Linked DNA regions of Mus musculus: region 1 is linked to region 2. A link is a contact called in public HiChIP or PLAC-seq data. All regions are on one chromosome and are shown on one strand. Each heading gives the region's core, a stretch centred on a gene start, on an enhancer-like site or on the middle of the called end of the contact. The rest is flanking DNA. Distances are from core to core; before and after follow the strand shown. Region 1 has its middle 64 kb from the start of Gm35330. Region 2 has its middle 60 kb from the start of Gm40659.

Region 1 (2,838 bases), core at 97-2,596, 340 kb after region 2:
AGGCAGAATCATGGCCCTGAGAGGAGCCAGGAAGTGAATAATAGTTCCTCTCCAAGATCCAATTCATGGACCAGGCAGATGAACAGCAAGAATCCACTGCAGAGTTTAGTCAAGCAAATTCAAATCAAGCTGCAGGAAGCAAGGAGTAAAAGTATCCCCCATTGTGATTCCTTATTGAAAAGAAATTCCATTCCAAGCCCTCAAGATATGACTCTGCGGCAGTTCTACATACCAGTTGTACCCAGTATGGTGGGCTTCTTGCTTTAAGATGACAGGGTGAAAGTGGGGAGGAAGGGATGGGACACAGGTTCCCAGCAGTATAGCAGCCCTGCAGGAGAACTGACCTGCCTTCTTTTGATAAATTATAAGCTATTCTTCCCTTAAAACAGCACAAAGAAGATAAGATGAAAGAGTATATGAAGGGCCACATCAGGAGCTCTTTATGGTTTTCCTCTAAGAAAAGATGTGAAGCTTGAAAGAAGGGCCAAAGCCATGACAAACAGGATATGAAACTGGGGGGGGGGGGGGAGAATCAAACCTTTTTAATTAGCTTTAAGTAAAAATTATCTCTGAATAATTATTACTCTCTATTAAAGTTCCACTTTGCTGGTTTGGGAAAGAAAATGTGATCAGGTTTATGCCCAGGGGCCATGGTTAGATTATCTTGCCCTTACAAAGTTTACCCCTTGTAACTCTACAACACAGAAAGTAAGACGTCCCTTATAGAAACAAAATCTGACAGGAACTAGAGAGACAGACAACCATAGACCATGGTCTTCTGACCTATAACCTATCTGAGAGAAACACTCTGCTGTGGCAATTAGGAGTCCTGGCTCAGGACACAGGGTTTTTTTGTTTTTTGTTTTTGTTTTTTTCCCCACACAGCTCTGAACAATCCTCTCTCTGTAGAAGACTCAATGTACTTCTCAGTGGGACACCTGAACTAACCAGTTTGAACTTGACAAATGAAACCCACCTAATTCAAGGGCATTTACTTGCATCATTCCTGCTTTCTGATATTATCAGTTTTTCTCCTCAAACAACCAATACCAGGGTGGCCAATGATGCTGTGAGGATGCATAAAGGATCAAGAAAGGATATGGGGGAGGGGTGTAAAGATGAGTTCCTCGAGACATGTGAGACCACCACATGATAAATCAAAAGTTCAGCTTCTGTGTTATCTTCACACTGTAACTATTTTGGTTCCTTTGGTTTCTTATTTCTTGGAAAATGCCATGGTAGGTTTTTTTTTTTTTATGACATATCCTTATTTCCACAAACTTACCACCGACATCCCATCTCTTACATAGTTTCATTTCTACCACAGATCACCCTTGTTGATGGTGATGATGGTGGTGATAGTGATGGTGTATGTGTGTGTGTGGGTGCTTAGGCATGTATGTGTATGCATGTTTAGGCCAGAGTACAATGTTGGCGTCCTCTTCAGCCTCTTCCTACTTTACTTTCTGAGACAGTCTATCTCTGAACTTAAAGGTCACTAATCAGCCTTGTTGGTTGACTAGGAAAATCTCTGGAATCCTCCTATTTCACCGAGCTACATCCTCACCCCAGCTTCTCTGAGTCTTTATTTTACGATCTTTAATTAGTTATTTGGAGAAATATCACACTAGATAGAAAATATTTTTCTCCCCTAGAGGTCTGACTTATAAAAACCACAAACAACTACAAGCACCTTAGACAAACTAGTCAGGAAGTAAATTGCAAATGGAAAGATAATTTTTTAACAAAAAATCATTTGTATTTCTTTTTTATTTGATGTTTATTCAGTTTACATCCTGATCCCTGTCCTTCCTACCAATCCTCCCTCCAACATTCCCTCCCTCCATCTCCCTGCCCCTTCACCTCTGAGAAAGTATGACCACCCCCCCCCCACCCCAGGTATCCCCAACCCTGGCACAAATAGTCTATGTGGGGCTAGGCACTTCTTCTTCCACTGAGGCCAGACAAAGCAGCCCTGTTAGGAGAACGGGTTCCACAGATAGGCAGCAACTTTAGGGATATTCCCCACTCGCATTGTCCGAGAACCACATAAAACTGCAAATCTGCCACATGTGTGCAGAGGACCTGGCTCCATCCTCTGTATGCTCTTTGGTGGGTCAGTCTCTGAAAGCCCCCAAAGGACCAGATTAATTGACTGTTTTGATCTTCCTGTAGAGTTGCTGTTCCCTCTGGGACCCTCAATCCTCCCCCCCAACTCTTTCATAAGAGTCCCCAAGATCTCTCCAATGTTTGGCTGTGTGTCTCTGCCTGAGTCACCTGTTGAGTGGAGCCTCTCAGAGAACAACCATGCTAGGCTACTATCTACAAGCATAACAAAATATCATTAATAGTATCAGGGATTGGTGGTTGCCCATGGAATAGGTCTCAGGATACCAGCTATTGCTTGGCCATTCCCACAGTCTCTGTTCAATCCACCATCTCTGTGTTTCTTGTAACCAAGATACATTTTGAATTAAAAGTTCTATTGGTATGTTGGTGTCCCTATCGCTCCACTGGGGTTCCTGCTGGCTACAGGTGGTGGCCTCTATATCCCCACTGCTGCAAGTTTCAGCTAAGGTCACCCCCATTGATTCTTGGAAGCCTCCCCTATCCCAAGTCCTTGGCATATGCTCAAGACCCTCCCTACCTCCAACCCCCACAAGCATCAGATTCTTCTACTCATTCTCATGATCATCTGATTATCTGGCCATCTCCTCTATCTCCTTCCACACCTGATCCTGAACACTCCCCCAAGCCCTCACCCCTTCTCTCACCCAGTTCACTCCCTCTATCTGCTTCCTACAGCTACTTTATTCATCCCTCTAAGTGAGATTCAAG
Region 2 (2,942 bases), core at 176-2,675:
CAAACATAAGTTCATACTTATGCACATTAATATACAAAAAAATTAAATCCTTCAAAAATACAAAGAATTCTCACTCTAATAAGTAATGCTAGGTTTTCCACAGTTTAATTACTAGACAATATCTGTAAATTGCACTAAAGACAAGGTCCAATGCTGCAACCCTTGCTTAGCACACATGAAGTCCCAGCTCTCTGTCCCCGAGCCCTGACCAAGAAAATGAAGGAATAAAGGATGGTAATACGTAATAAGCCCTTAAACTTAACTTACAATTTTTTAAGTTTTGAATTTTGTGATTGATCATTTTCAATAAAATAAAGAAAAGATTTCCTTGTCTACTCAAATAAAAACTTCTAAACAGGGAGTCCTGACCAATCAAGCCTTGGTTCTTTGAAGCTCAAATGATTAGTAATTATTATATTCTCAAAATATCACTTTGATAATGTATTTTGGTTTAGTTAAACTTTTCATGTCTTGTCATGCCTTGTCATTCTCTGCCAACCTACCACCTTTTCTGGAAAAGTCTTTGTTGTATCCATGATGTTCTCAAACTCCTAGTGTGTCCCTAATCCTCCTGCCCCCACTTTCTGAGTTTGGAGATGACAGGCTTCAGTCACCATGCCTGGTGTTTGAAAACCTGGGAACTGAACCCAGGGCTTCATGCATGCTACAAAACCATCTTACTGACTGAACTAAGCTAGAATCTCCAGGCCTTTTCCTTTTTGTTTTTAATAACAACCAACAAAAATAATTCCAACTGTACATATAATAATCTGAAATACAAACTGTGTGCTGGTTGCTGTAACAACATCTCTCCAAACTATATTTTACTAGGGTGGCCATATTTATTTTCTGCATAGATGATAACACTTTATTGAAGGCTAATAATCTAATTTTCAAAGGACCTAACACTTTTGTTAAACTCTTATTCTCAGATCTTCAAAGATTTTCCCATTTCATTTTATTGTTTGTTTGAATTGTTGATGTTGTTTTTATTAAATTGTGTGAAACAGCTGAATGGTGAAGCCAGCACTTTTTATTCGAATAGCACAGAGAACAAAACATAATTCTTTCACAGAGGAAGCCCTATGATAAACAAAGTTTGTATAAAGGAGATGGGCCCCTTGGAATGCCCCCAACATTCGGAGTACTTAATGGAGACTAGGAGGTGATGTTGGCAAGCACTCCAACTCACACACCCCTCTCTTGCTTACAAAAGATTTCTCCATTTTCTTAAAAACACCAAATCTCATAAAATGTAACAGAAAGACCAAGCAACAGTTATGTCAAGGGAAGACCTGCTTATTTTTCTTCTTTGATAATTCAATACAATGTCTTTTGGAAGTTTCTCTGGTCTATGAGTATAGCAGTAGAGGGATTTTGCCCAGAGCTGCTGTAGCCCCAGTGTATATGACTACATATACCAAGAAATAAAAGTCTTCCCTCACAGGAAACCCCTGAAAGCTTCTCCTAGGTTCAGTGCATGCGAGCTTCACCCAGCCCACAACAGAAGTTCCATGAAGAAACAGAGGAAAAGCCTAGAAGGAATTCCACAAAGGCATTACCAGACCCACTACCCACAAAAGGAGTTCTTGTTGTTAAAAACTTGGCAATGATTCTAATCAGGAAGCTGTCTGTACTGAGCTCTCAAATGTGTCATCGACCACATGGTCCTCTTCAGCTCATAATATGTAAGTAGGCACATCTGCAGGATGTTACAAAAGTGGTACTGAGAAACAAGTTACTTTGTCACTACAGTATATGACTTTCCCTTTAAGATACTCAAAAAGAAAGTTTGGGTTTGACGTTGTGTGAGTTCCCATGCACACACAGACACATTCATAAGAGTGTACAAGACAAATCATATACCTACAGAAAGATGTGTTTGCATATACATATATTGCTACATCTTCAATGTAGAACATCTTAAAAGACCCATATGTTAAAGGCTTGATCCCAAGCATTATCTATCATGCCTTAAAATGCTGACATTTATGACACTTAGAGAACTGTATTTTTCTTCATGCAATTGTTCCCTTGGAGAGACAGTGGGTTCTTCACTTCTTTTCATTACTTCTTTTTCTTCAGGCTTTGAGGTGTTTGGCTTTGTTCCACTGCCCATTTCTGTCTAGGGTGTGTTACCTGACCACATATCCAACACAATGGGTAAATGAAACATTCATTGGAAACTCCCTACCTGGGATCCAAACAGTTGATCATTGTAGTTATTTGTTATAGTAACAGGAAGCTAGTTAAAACACACACCTAATCTAATTACTAAATACACTTTTGCAGCTAACTGTGGTATGCTCAGTTTTAAGGAATTTCTTTGTGTACATTATAGTTCACATTGGTAGCACTTACTCAATAGTGCTCATCAGATAAAACCCATAGGCGTCAGAATGAATGGTTAGGGTGTGTATGTTTGTGAGTGTGTGTGTGTGTGTGTGTGTGTGTGTGTGTGTGTGTGTATGTGTGTGTGTGTGTGTGTGTGTGCACTCATGCATGTGCATATATGTGTGTGACAAGCCCAATTTTAACTACCCAGAGTAAATTTGTGCATTTAGCACTCTTCCATAGAATCTTGTAGCCATTCAAAGAATACATGTTACATATAAATAATGACTTGCATTTACCTGTCCATTGAAATTAATTTTTCTTTACTTGTCTATTACTTTCTATACAAAAAGATCATGCCCAAATTTTAAATTACTGGCAATCTCTCATGCACAACACCCTGCTGCTCCCTAGGCAAAACTGTAACATACTGATGATCTGAAAGGACAATGAATTCTATAATCCCCTTGCCATTGACCATGCTGCTAATGTAGTATGACAGAAACAAGGCCCTTAGAATTCCACTATAAAAGAGTCATGGGAACATGTAGATTGCTACCCTTTTCCAGTAGGTTACAAGAGAAAGTACTTGGGTTATGACCATAGAG

The links. HiChIP or PLAC-seq counts read pairs in DNA pulled down with a chosen protein or histone mark.
Region 1: a contact with region 2 is called in a CTCF HiChIP or PLAC-seq map of CD8 T cells, with 6 read pairs. The contact joins two enhancer-like sites. A contact is called at or near these places in 1 of 15 datasets of contacts at CTCF or cohesin (CD8 T cells), 1 of 484 Hi-C or Micro-C datasets (group 2 innate lymphoid cells) and 1 of 115 datasets of contacts at active chromatin or transcription factors (CD8 T cells).

The regions. Positions count from the first base shown.
Region 1 is chr13:5,659,680-5,662,517 of GRCm38.p6, forward strand. No RefSeq gene overlaps it. Among named protein-coding and RNA genes, the nearest start is that of Gm35330, 64 kb to the right of the region's middle. Within about 2 kb of position 1,347, at least 3 of the 459 cell types and tissues checked have an H3K27ac peak or open chromatin away from gene starts, as enhancers often do. A contact at or near this core is called in CD8 T cells, where this site is marked.
Region 2 is chr13:5,317,001-5,319,942 of GRCm38.p6, forward strand. No RefSeq gene overlaps it. Among named protein-coding and RNA genes, the nearest start is that of Gm40659, 60 kb to the left of the region's middle. Within about 2 kb of position 1,426, at least 9 of the 459 cell types and tissues checked have an H3K27ac peak or open chromatin away from gene starts, as enhancers often do. A contact at or near this core is called in CD8 T cells, where this site is marked.